Linked DNA regions of Mus musculus: regions 2 and 3 are each linked to region 1. Evidence: chromatin contacts called from public Hi-C and Micro-C data. All regions are on one chromosome and are shown on one strand. Each heading gives the region's core, a stretch centred on a gene start, on an enhancer-like site or on the middle of the called end of the contact. The rest is flanking DNA. Distances are from core to core; before and after follow the strand shown. Region 1 holds the start of Foxd3 (forkhead box D3). Region 2 holds the start of Dmrta2os (a long non-coding RNA gene). Region 3 holds the start of Tal1 (T cell acute lymphocytic leukemia 1).

The links. Hi-C and Micro-C count contacts between places; a contact is called where the count stands out from the background.
Region 2: a Micro-C map of embryonic stem cells shows a contact between it and region 1, with 11 times the contacts expected there. The contact joins the promoter of Dmrta2os here to the promoter of Foxd3 in region 1. A contact is called at or near these places in 1 of 39 promoter capture datasets (hippocampal neurons) and 2 of 484 Hi-C or Micro-C datasets (cerebellum and embryonic stem cells).
Region 3: a Hi-C map of cerebellum shows a contact between it and region 1, with 9 times the contacts expected there. The contact joins the promoter of Tal1 here to the promoter of Foxd3 in region 1. A contact is called at or near these places in 1 of 39 promoter capture datasets (hippocampal neurons) and 2 of 484 Hi-C or Micro-C datasets (cerebellum and embryonic stem cells).

What each region holds. Positions count from the first base shown.
Region 1 is chr4:99,653,921-99,657,943 of GRCm38.p6, reverse strand. It overlaps Foxd3 (forkhead box D3), which reads right to left and starts at 1,645. Exons shown (of 1, transcript NM_010425.3): 1 at 1-1,645. The coding sequence starts at 1,319.
Region 2 is chr4:109,977,311-109,981,050 of GRCm38.p6, reverse strand. Dmrta2os (a long non-coding RNA gene) reads left to right here and starts at 1,439. Exons shown (of 4, transcript XR_868017.3): 1 at 1,439-2,113; 2 at 2,265-3,709. Dmrta2 (doublesex and mab-3 related transcription factor like family A2) reads right to left here and starts at 3,026. Exons shown (of 3, transcript NM_172296.2): 1 at 2,715-3,026; 2 at 642-1,196. The coding sequence starts at 1,188.
Region 3 is chr4:115,055,281-115,059,510 of GRCm38.p6, reverse strand. Tal1 (T cell acute lymphocytic leukemia 1) reads right to left here and starts at 1,700. Exons shown (of 5, transcript NM_001287388.1): 1 at 1,640-1,700. Gm33786 (a long non-coding RNA gene) reads left to right here and starts at 201. Exons shown (of 2, transcript XR_376559.3): 1 at 201-1,454; 2 at 1,602-1,889. It overlaps Gm52674 (a long non-coding RNA gene), which reads left to right and starts at 3,930. Exons shown (of 3, transcript XR_003955097.1): 1 at 3,930-4,230.

The DNA of each region.
Region 1 (4,023 bases), core at 396-2,895:
CTCAGAATGGGCGCGATGGTGGCAGTCGTCCGGCTCAGCGACAGGGGCTGGTGCGTGGCCATGAGCGCAGCCGACTGCACAGTCCCGGGCGGCCGCAGGAAGGACTGCGCGCCGCCGCCGCCCCCACTGCCCCCGCCACCCCCGGCTCCGCCGCCGCTCCCACCACCCCCAGCCGAGCCCCCGGGCGCCGCGGATCCCGCGCCTATGATGTTCTCGATGCTGAACGACGGCCGCGCACTGGGCTCGGACTTGATGAGCGACGTGGTGCCCGCCGCGCCCGCCGTGCCCGCGGCTGCCGCGGCGGCGCCCAGGGTGTTGAGCTGTAGCTGCAGGCTCGGACCGAGCTGCGAGCCGAAGGCGGCCGCTTTGCGGCCCAGCTCGCCCGAGGGCAGCAGGGGCACTGCGGGCGGCAGCACGGGAGCCACGGGTGGTAGCGCGTACGGGTACTGGAGCGCCGCAGCAGCCGCGGCCGCCGCCGCCGCCGCGGGGTGCGAGTAGGCGCCCGCAGCCGCCGCGGGGTGCAGGCCGTAGGGGCGGCCGTAGGGTCCTGCGCCCGCCGCCGCCGCCAGGCTGTAGGCTCCGAAGCTCTGCATCATCAGCGCCGTCTGCTCGCGCAGGTGCTCCTGCTGGTGGCGCTTGAAGCGCTTCCGGCGCCGCAGGAAGCTGCCGTTGTCGAACATGTCCTCGGACTGGGGGTCCAGGGTCCAGTAGTTGCCCTTGCCCGGGTTGCCCGGCTCGCGGGGGATCTTGACGAAGCAGTCGTTGAGCGACAGGTTGTGGCGGATGCTGTTCTGCCAGGCGGGGAACTTCTCCCGGTAGTACGGAAAACGGTTGCTGATGAACTCGCAGATGCCGCTCAGGGTCAGCTTCTTCTGCGGGCTCTGCAGGATGGCCATGGTGATGAGCGCGATGTAAGAGTAGGGTGGCTTCACCAGGCTGTTCTTGGGCTTGTTCGGGGTCAGACCTCCCGTCGCCCCGCTGCCCGCGCCGGGCCCACCGCCGCCTGTCACCGCGTCCTCGCCGCCCTTGCAGCCGTCGGCCTCCGGAGCTCCCGTGTCGTTCCCCGGCCCGGTCGCCTCGGTGGGCAGTGCCAGGGCTTGCGGTTGAGACTGGCCGTGATGAGCGCTCACCGGTGGCCCTTCGTCCGCCTCGTCCAGGCGCAGGTCCGGAGGCCCCGCGGGGCTGTCGCACCCGGCGTCGCTGTCCTTCTCCTCCAGCCCGTCGTCGCCCTCGCCCACCACATCGATGTCCACGTCCTCGGCCGTCAGCACCGTCTGGCCGGACATATCGCTGGCGCTGCCGCTGCCGGAGAGGGTCATCCCTCCGCGGGGTTGGTGGCGGCGGCCAGGAGCGAGCAGAGAGCGAGGGGGGCCGCGAGGGGCGGCCGCGGAGCTCAGGCAAAGGAGGTGTGAGTGTCCCCCGAAAGAAAGCCGGGGGGGGGGGAGAGGGCACAGGTAGCTCGGGGCCCTGTCGGGTCAGCTCACACGAGGAGGCCTGGCATCGCGCGGTGCGGGCGCTGCGCTCCGCAGCCGCGCTCCGCGAACTCTTGCGGTCCTCGACGCTTCTCTACGAGGAGACAGCTACTGCTCGCGACCCCGGAGGTTTCTCCACGCCGCACCCCCTCACTTCACCAGCCTTCCTCGACCTCTGGTTTGGGCGTGGGGTTCAGGAGCGGTCCAGGCAAGCGCGGGACGCCGGGCTCCAAGCAGCTCTGGAGGGCGCGGGCATGGGCGACCGCGGGGTTGGGGGTTGGGGGGGTGGTGACAGGGAAGCCAAGCCTGGGTAGTCGAAAGTCCCGTTTTAAGGACTGGCCTGATAGATTACTTTCTACTTAAAGATCCAGAGGGAGGCGGGGCCACGTGACCGCGCGTGACGTCAGGGCCGCCGTGGAGCTGGCCAAACTCAAGTTGGTTCAGGGAATTGTCAACAAAGGGACGACAGAAGCGCAACTCCTCACCGACTAGGCGCTAGCATCCCGCAGGCCCCGAAAGCTCTTCGGGCTGTTGGGAGACCCCTGCCCACGCTGGAGCCGGGTGTGGGGTTCAGGGAGGGCGTGAGAGTGGGTGGGTGGGGGTGGAGAGGGCGTGGGCCTAAGAGTGTCCTCCGGACTGTAGGGCTTCTTACCACCCTGCCCTCTCCGCCCCCTGCATTTTTCTTACTACCCTGCCCTCCCCTCTTTGCTAATATTATATAGACCAACTGGCAATGCAGAACAAGGTTGTGATTTAAAAAAAAAAAAAAAAAGAAAAGAAAAGAAAAAAACTTACTATTTTGATTTGCTTTGGGGTTTTGTTTTCGATTCAAGGATTAAAGGAACACATCCGGCTTCCTTTTGCTAATTAGGCCTCAGACCCCCTCCTGTTTCAGGGCTATTCCAGAGAAAAGACATCTGCTGATGTGCCTCGCATCACCCCCAAATCTAACTACTCAAGTCTTACCCTAGCTTTCCGGGCACGACGCAGGAATATATATATATATATATATATATATATATATATATATATATTCGCAACGGTCACAACACCATCAGCTGGGGTTTCCCGAGGTCAGAGAATAGCTATCGATTAACCTATTAGGATAGTTGCAGAGAAATAAAAAGGACGTAAAATAGCAGGGAACCTATAAACAAAGACGTCATAACTGGCTGTTGGAGTTGTTAAACGACTTAGCACAGAAAAAGTCGGAAATGAGCTGGAAACGGAGCAGGCATTGGCAGCGGTCTTGGGTAAGTGGAGAGGATTGGGGAAGAGGCTTTGGGCCTTGTTATTAGACGTGGCGCACCGACTGGGGGGGGTTGGAAAACTGGGGGGAGCTGGCGTATACTTCCGAGTGGAGGGCACGACCTCCAAGGAACCACAGTGTCCCAGGGCGTGCTGGCGGGAGTGGGCTCACCTCTGCTGCTAACTAATGTGGGTTATCTCTTAAAGTGTGAATAAACTATCCAAGACTTAACTTCTGTAGAAATCTGCGCCAAAGAAGAGGCGAGGATGTGTCCAGCGCACGTGAAGTACAAGGAATGTCAGCTCTGGTAGGAGAGACTGGGAAATCCCAGAGATGCTGGGGTGGGGACTTTAAAGTGACCCAGGGTCAGCGCCTGCTGTTGCTGAGGTGAGTGGACTCGGTACGTCCGTCCGAGGGGAACTGGTGTTCCCAGCCCGGAGTGGTTTGAGATGACCTTGGTCGCCCTGACCAACCCCACCCCCCTCGCTTTTAGGCCGCTTCTTTGTCAGAGGAGAGCACTTACCGATTTGAGCCTTCTTGAAACCCGATTAATTTGTGTGCTGAAGGCCTAGGGGAAGGATCTATGAACCCCAGGTTATAAGAGAATGAGAGGAGGAAGTCAGGGAGGAAACAATTTCTGTATTGTTTATAGGAAACAGCGAAAAAGTTAGGTACTTCCAGGTTGCCAGTGTGCCTCTGATTCTGTATCGTCACCTAGAGCCATTTTTCCTAGTTACATCAAATTAATAAAATATCTTAATATGCAAAATTGCATTTTTACAGGCATTAGGACACCACAGGTTGACGATTATCCCATTACACAACTCTCCCATCAATACCAGTAGCTCTTTGCGTATGGATTTCAATGCTGCTCCGAGTTGGGCGGCTACAGGCTTGGGGGGCGGGGGTGGGGGTGGGGAGAGCAGTGACTATCCTGAGAGGTCTGGAATCTCTATGGTTTTTGTTTGTTTGTTTGTTTCCAGTTGATCTTGGGGTTACACCTGGCCCTAAAACGCATGCCTGAGTTGATTTCCGCAGCTGCACCACTAATGACGCGCTGACTCAAAAACGTCTATTCCGCTGACTAGACAGTCTTCTCGGGAAACCGACAGGAGCTACCAGCTGGAGCTGGCTGCACCCTAGGCAAGAGGTCACAGTGGCGACTGCTCAAGCAACTCAAAGGAAGGTGGGGAGGAAAAGAAAACACGATCCAAATTTACAAATTTAGGAAAACCTTTTGCCCAACTTGGATTGCCAGTTGTATTGGCGGGCGCAAGGCTCAGAGTGGACCGGACCGCGATC
Region 2 (3,740 bases), core at 190-2,689, about 10 Mb before region 1:
CTGCCTCCCTCACCTTCGAGTCAAAAAAGTAGAGTAGACAGAGCAAGGGAAAGGGACCCGAGAAAGAGCAAAAAAAGTGCCAACTATGAGAAACCCGGCGTGCCTGAGAGAGAAACGGAGCCAGAGCGAGGGGAACGCAGAGAATGTTTTGTCAGAAATGCCTTAGGAACTGGAGGAAAGGAATCTTGCTGAGAAACGAAAGAGGGCGTCTCCAGTACTTAGGGAAGTAGTGCGGATTAGAAGGATTGCCAGGGTCTTTTCAGAAGAGTTGGGAAGAAAAGAGAGTGGTGGCCTGTAAGAAGCTCAGAGCAGAACAGATGGGCGGCTTCCGGGCTGCCAGGGGAGAAGGCCCAGCTAAATGAGTTGGGCAGTAACTAAGGACCTGCCCCCTAACAAGAGTAAGGCTAAAGTGTTGCCTTGGGGCCTGGGGTGAGGGCGAGGAAGAAAGTATAAAAACTGCAGGCAGGGCAGAGAGTTTATGAGTGGGTGGAGAGCCACAGTTAAGTAGTTGGAGCATCTAGGGAAGGGAGCTGCACTTTGTCAGGGAAGGAACAAGCCACTAGGCCTCGCGCACCAGCCCTGTGTCCCCTGGGCTCCTCCTTCCAGACCCCACCCCACCCCCAGTGTGACCGTGCTCTCACCTGCGCCCCCTGCGCCCCCTGCACTCCCCGCGGGCGCTCCAGCTCCAGGACCCCCGCCGTCGGTGGCGCAAACCGAGCCAAAGACTTCGTAGGCAGGCCGCGGGGGGATGATGCCGTTGGCGGCGGCCAGCGCCAGGCCCTCGGCAGTGCCGTACAGCAATTGCAACTCGCGCGCCTCGTTCTCCTCCTGCGCCTGCTGCCTGCGCAAGGCCACCTGAGCCGCCATGACGCGCTGGCGCTCGGCGATGAGCGTACACTTGGCGCACAGGCAGTCCTTCCAGCGGCAGTAGCGCTTGTGGCCCTTGAGCGCGGACACCACTCCGTGGTTGCGGCAGCGCGCGCACTTGGGGGTCCGCGGGTACTTCTCCGCTGCCCTCAACAGCAGCGGCGGCGCCCGCAGCAAGCCTCCGGCCACGCTCACTGGTAGCGATGCTGCGGCAGCTGCCGCCGCAGCCACCGACGCCACCGATGCCACGGGTGGTCCCGTCGCTGTCGCTGCTGCTGTCGCCGCACCGGGCACGCTGGGCAGCTCCGAGCGCAGCTCCATGGCTGGACCTAGCGTGGGGAAAGTGGGGATACCTGAGTCAGGGTAATACAGTCACTAGGCTTAAGCACGGCCTGCAGAAACCCATTTTGGGAAACTTTGGTTGTACAAGTTTAACTAAACTTGTGGCTGTCAAACTGCTGGGGAAACGAACTGGAAGCTCCCTGTAAACAAGTACGCCCCCACCCCCACCACTGACCTCTTATATCTGACTACACGTGTAAGATTTCGTTTGAATCAGTAGTTCCGCCAAGGGGAAAAAAACAAGACAACGTTTGGAAGTCATTGGTGCAGTTGAATGTAAAGAGGATTTGGAAAGAAAATATTATGCCCAAAGCTTAGGTTAATTGGGGTGAGTCGAGAAAAGAGAAATATTTGCCTGAAAGGGACTCAGATTACAGAGAAAACTTGGGACCAACAAGCGGATGTCAAAGGCAAAGCAAGAAAAAAAAAAAAAAAGGAGCAAAATGATCCCGTTTGGTGGACAGGTGAAGAGGAGAGAAATGTGCAGGCGGGGTGAGGAGGTGAACAGGTTGGGCTGGGGTCTTAATTGTAGCTTTCAATGTGGAAGCAGAGGAATTCGAGCAAAAAGGAACTGAAGAATTTTTTCCTGTTAGAAGTAGGGTAAGAACTAGAAGACAAAACTTGGAGGCAAAGTTCGGCTTATGGCCCTGGGATCACAGCCAAAAGAATTCTGCAAATACTGTGGTCTGAGCCTCTAAAGGGTTAGTTCTATTCCACAGAACTGAGTGTAGGAGAGCTGAGAAGAGAGAAAAGCCATCGGAAGAAACTTTCTTTGGACTGGCCACCCTAGCTCAAAGATTAGTTGAATAACAAGAAAAACGTCCAGAAACAGCTGACAAGGCGACCCGGACTGAGGTCCACCGAGAGGGACAGCGCTGCTTAGGAAAAAAATCTCCAGCAAAAGGTAGGGCGGGGATAGGGTGAAACCTGTGGCTTGGGGGTTAGACTTTTAGTCTGGAGTAGTCAGAGGAAAGCACATCTTCAGAAAAGTTAGACTTTGCAGGAGCCAGAGTCCTTTTGCTCAATGCCTCTTACCCAACCCCCACCCCTCCCAGTTTAGGAACTGAGTCCTCAGACACGCCCTCCTCATCCTGGGACCTCTTGGGACCCCGCTTGTGCGCAGGTTCCAGAGTGTTGGTCTCAGACCAGGGTTCTGGGACTTGCACAATCCAGCAGGCCTCAAAGGAGGCCAGGAAGTCGCCTCCAAAACTGACCCTGAAGGGACCCGAGAGTCTCACCTGCGCCGCAGCCGCAGAAGGCCCAGCAGGCCCTGCTCCTGGCTTCCGCCGCGGCCTCCACTCCCCGCCACGCAGCCCGGGTCCCCGCCAGAGCCGGGAGCCGCTCCTGGGGTCCGGGTCTGGGAATCCCAGAGCACCGTGTGCTCCGAGGCCTCTTCCCCCAGACCCTCAAGCACTCAATGCCCAAGGCCCGGCAGGGCCTGGGCCTCGCCCTCGGGGGCCACCGACCCGGTCGCCTCCCCTGCTCGGCTGCCGGCCCTCCCCTACCTGCCTCGAGCTCCGGGCTCCTCCTCTGTTGGCGCAGCACGCGTCGCCCAGCTCGGCTCGCGCCTCGGCTCTCTTGGCCTCGTCCCTCTGCCCCCGGCCCCTTCTCTGACCACGTCACCCTCCTTCAGCCACCATGTCCGAACTTCCGGACCCCTCTAGGAACACAGCAGTCCAACACCCCGGAGGGGCCTCGGGGCCGGGGGCCTGGCCGAGGGCGGGCTGGTTGCAACCGGCGTCCCCTCGGTGCGCTCCGGACGCTGCGCTCGCCCCGGGCCGGGTAGTCCGGCGCTGCCAGCTCTCAATGAGCCGCTCGCCCGCTCTATTGTTGCTCCTCAGGGCTCCATTAGACAGAATTGGACAACAATGTGGCGCCTGCCATTGGCCAGGGGAGACAGTCGGCGCTCTGATTGGCCGGGCCCGCGCCCGGGGAGCCCCTCATTCTACAGTGTCCGAAAGATTCGAAACTCCGCACGCTCTGCTGAGTGCCTGCGGGATGGGAGGGGGCGCCAGGGAAGGAGTGCGCGAGGAGGAGCGTTGCAAATGTCGTGACAAGAAGTTTCCGTGCGCCCGAGAGCGTGTGAATTGCTCCTAATTACCGTGTCCGGTGCGCCTCTCCGCGTAGACGTGTGTAACCCCTCTACTCCTGGGGCTCCGGCTCCACTGAGCCACTCTCCCTTGGCCCGGGGCGCTTGGCAAGGCCTAGCTTCCCAAGTGGCCCCGGAGGCCTGGGGCGGGACAGGAGCAGGTGACAATTCAATTACCGCTGTCGAAGTGGGAGTGGAACCCGGGTGCCGGGGTGGGGGAGGGAGGGCGTTCACCGCAGACTTGCCAAGATGGTTTTTGCTGGCTTCCTTCTGACCGTGACCGTGTGCTTCCACGTCCGACGGGCTCCGAGGTAGTTGAGAGCCGGTTTGCTCCCTTCCCCCGCCCTCTATCACCTTTAATGCTTAGTTTCTTCGTTTGCAAAGTCCTGACACCGTGGGCGTCACGGAGTGGTAAGTGCGATTTGTAAGGATTTGTGTTTTC
Region 3 (4,230 bases), core at 451-2,950, about 15 Mb before region 1:
CCCAAAGCGAGTTTCCAGGAAAGATGGGGGTGGAGAGAAAGAGGGAGGGCGAGAGAGAAAATGGGGGGTCAATGACTGGGAATTACCTCGTGTGCCCCGCCATCCCAAAGAATAGCAAATGGCTTTCCGCCTCCAACTTGCAGGTGTTTGGAGCCCACCCTCCCCCAAACACATCCCGAATTAAAAAAAGAAAAAGAAGAAGAACCTTACACCTGACCAATCAGGAATAACTACTTAGTCCAACAACAACAGCCTCTCCGGCAGGCTGCCCAGAACGTGTTCGAACCCTCTAACGGATCTGTCTAATTCAGTATGGCCGAATTTGTTTTCTAAGCATGGACGTCTCTATGCGGGTTGCCCCCACAACCTTAGCCCAGGCTTAGCCAGAGCAGGAAGATGTAATTCTCTATTTGACGAGGGTGGAGAGAACGGGATGGAAAAACAAAAACAAAAACAAAAACAACAACAACAACAACAACAAAAACCCAAGAGTTTTCAGGCCCTGGCTGCTGGGTCAGAACCTGGGAGCCCTGGTCCCATACTCCTCATGACCCCATCTTTCAAGTTCCTGCCCAGGACAAGGCAGAACCTGTTTCCAAAGATCCTATTTCCCTTGCAGGGATGAAAGGGAGAGAGAGAGAGCTCTATCTGTTTTAGCTGGGTCCCTTGTTTTCTTTCTAATGGATGCAGAGATATAAAGGAAGGTATTTCACCATTTCTTCCACCACCTTTGCAAAAGATTTTCGACTTTCGGGGTTTTGACTGGCAGTAGATGAGAGTTAACTCTTACACCTCTTATACTGTTTCGCAGCGATAAACAAAGCAAAAGGAAAGACGGGCCAAAGCAGACCGACGCCACTTCCAAGAGCGGTAGCTGGATTTCGTTTGCTTTTATTTTTCGCCTCCTTTTTTTTTTTTAATTGTTTTGCCTGAGATGTCCACCGCCCAATGGCACATCGAAGTCTTGGGTTAATTGCGAAGGCTTCCTTCTCTCCGCTGCGGCTTTGGCGGAAGCTCAGAACTGCCTCCTCCCTGGCTTTCAATTCAGTGCGGGAGGTTTTCTTTCTCCTTGCTAATCCAGAGAAGGAGGGAAGAGGAGGGGAGACGCGGGGAATACACTCGTTCCCGTTGTTACTTGAGGCTAATGTTTGTTTTATGGAGTGACTCTTTATTCTGACTACCTCTTCATTTTCTTTCCCTACCCCAAACCTGGCAAGTTAGGGGAAAAAAAAAAAAAGCAGCTAGGGAGGGGCCTAAGACAGGACAGGACTGCTTTGTTCTCCCTCCAAAGAAGCTAAAGGGTAGAACTGGTGAGCTTTTTGTTCGATTGTTTTAATTAAAAGCGGATATTAAGGGTGATGGTGATGATGACGAAGGTATTAACAATCGCAGTAAAAGGGGAAAACGCGATCCTTCTTGTCCAGCTAAGGTGGCCCTGAAGCGGTCCTTCCAACGTAAGTGGACTCCAAGGGCAGCTAACCTGCTAGGGGGTCTGACTGGACCGGGATGGGAAAGGGACTGAGAAAATGTCCCCCGGGACGATCCCGAGGACCCCCACCCCTGGCACCAGACCTGGAAAATGTGCCCATTGTCTTTCCCAGCCTCTCCCAACCACCGCGGACGCACCCGCGAAACTGACCAGAAATAGGCGAAACCCAGGGGCAGCGCGAATCCAGGCCTGGCGCTGCGGGCGGGAAGACGCTGGCCTCAGCGAGCGCGGCTCATCTTCCAGATTAGAAGATTCCCCCCGCACACACCAGGGGACCCCCGCAACACCAAGGCACAGACAGCCTCCGGACAGAGCTGCCGCCCACTGGGCTCTGTCCGCCCATCCGAGCCAACACTGGCTCCCGAATACATCATAATTTGGAATAAAATGTGAAATCCCACTCCCCGCCCCCATGCTGACGCCCCCACCAGCGCCTCGATCTCTCGCTCGCCCTCCCCCCACTCCCGCCCCCAGCGATTTGCAAACGCACCTCTAAAGGACACAGGCACACAGGCATAGGACTCTTGTTGGACAGGACCACACATGGTCCAGGCCCAGAGGAGGGAAGCAGATGAACACGAGCTAGCTCTGTCCCACAAGCCGGTGTAGGCAGACCGGCATACTGTCCAACATGACACAGCGACATCAGTCACACGCAAACGCTCACAGACACACAACCTCACAGGGTGAGGATCACACCCGCCCGACATAACGAAACCAGCCTAACACTTTGTCCAAGGCCACACACTGCGATACACCAGACCGACCTTGTGGAGAAAAGAAACAGGGCAATTTACATACAACGAATAAAACGCAGAGAGGTCGGAATCTCCACACCCAGACAGCGCAGGGTTTCACACTCCCGCACACGACCTATCGCCAAAAGCCCACGCGGGGAGTAGCCACCGCAGCCTGCCGCTCACGCAAGCACTCTCAACCCGGCCGCCCGCACACACCGCCCAGAAGCAATGGAAGCCGCCAGCGCCTTGCGCTTTTCTGTCTATTGCGCAAGGGGAAAAGGGGAAGGAAGGAAGAGAGTCTCCCCGGCGGGAGGGGCAGCGGAGGGGCGTCGTGGAAAGTGCCCCCCGGGAAGAGACGGGGGAGAGGGAGCCGAGGCTGGAGTGCGCATGGGGAAAGACGGAGGAAACGGACGGGCAATTCCACGGGAGGCGACTGTCTCCCGGCCCTGGGAAGAAGGCCGGGACGCTCACGTTTTGCGCCTTGGGGGTGTGCGTGGCCATGTTGGGCAGCCCCCGCCCGCGCCTCGCCGCGCGCTCTAATCCCGCTCCCGCCCGCGGCCTCGTTAGCGCCGGCCGTGTGCGCCGCCGAGATAAGGAGCCGCCTCGGGCCCGCCCGCCCCCGATAAGCGCCTCGGCCATTATGGGCCAAATGATTCATTTTAATTTGGCAATTTCTCCGGAGGGAGCGGGGACGGGTTGCGGCGCTGGGATGGCCCAGGAATGCGCAGAGGAGAGGGCTGAGCGCTCACGTTGGGACCCGGCGGGTTCCGCCCGTTCCCCACCCCTGGCCCCTCGGGATTCCCGCTCCCTACAAACAACCCGACTCGGATCTCCGCCTCCCAGATGCTCGTTCAGCGGCTTTGGCCGTTGTCTAGCCTCTTAAGACCACCGTGTCTCCCGACCCATTCCCAACCAACCCTCCCTTCTTCATTCTTTCTCCTGTCTTCTCCAAAGCCAGAGTGTCTGTTTCTCCTTTTTCCGTATCTCAACACCCAGTTCCTCGCTGACCCTCATCAGCACAGGCCCCTGACCGCTCTAAAACTGGAATTGCTCAAAGATAAAAGACTCTATAGGGGGACAGAACAGATATCAATAGAGAGATGAAAATGCCCCTTAAGCTTGGTTTCAGGATGAAAGCAGAACACCCCCCCACCCATCCCCAAGCCCCCATGTTCCTTAACACACTCTTTAATCTTAGTACATTGTTTCTTTGCACTATACAGTTTGATTTTCCTTAAATATCCCTAAGGACTGGAGTTTGAGGGCTTGCCAATCTTGTGCAAGGCCAAGGACTCAATTCTCAGCACTGCAAAAATAAAAATAAGCAGGTGTATAAATGAGAAAATTCTAAATTAGCTCTTTTCTTTCTCTTTTTGGTTTTTGTTGTTTTGTTTGAGATAGGGTTTGTCTGTGTAGCCTTGGCTGTCCTGGAACTCTTTCTGTAGACCAGGCTGTCTTCGAACTTAGGGATCCACCTGTCTCTGCCTCTGGAATGCTGGGATTAAAGGCATGCACCACCACACCCGGTTTCGTAATGCTTTTATTTTTTATTTTTTAAATACCATACAATTGGATATCATTAGGGCACCTTTGAATAATAGTGTGCTTTAGTGATACTTTTCCCCCTTCATCCAACTTCTCCCCATTGGTGCTTTTATTATTCCTAATTTATAGGTGAGAAAACAGTGGGGGGAGGGGGTGACAGGGCTGTGTCAATAACTCAATATTAAATTTCTAGTGAGGGACAGAAGCCTGATTTGAAAGAAGTTTGACATTGAAGCCCATAGGTACATTGTAGGAACCCAATGGGCTGAGGAGTATCTGGGTTTTTCTTTCTATGATGGTGGAAACTGGCTGTTGTAATCCAAAAGATAAGGGCAAAAATAGCAGAATTCTTGGCCAGTTTGGGCTATGTGAGTGAGACCATGGTGGACACATGGTGGTGTTTGGGAGGCAGAGGGAGGTGGACACCCACGAATTCAAAGACAGCCTGGTATAGAG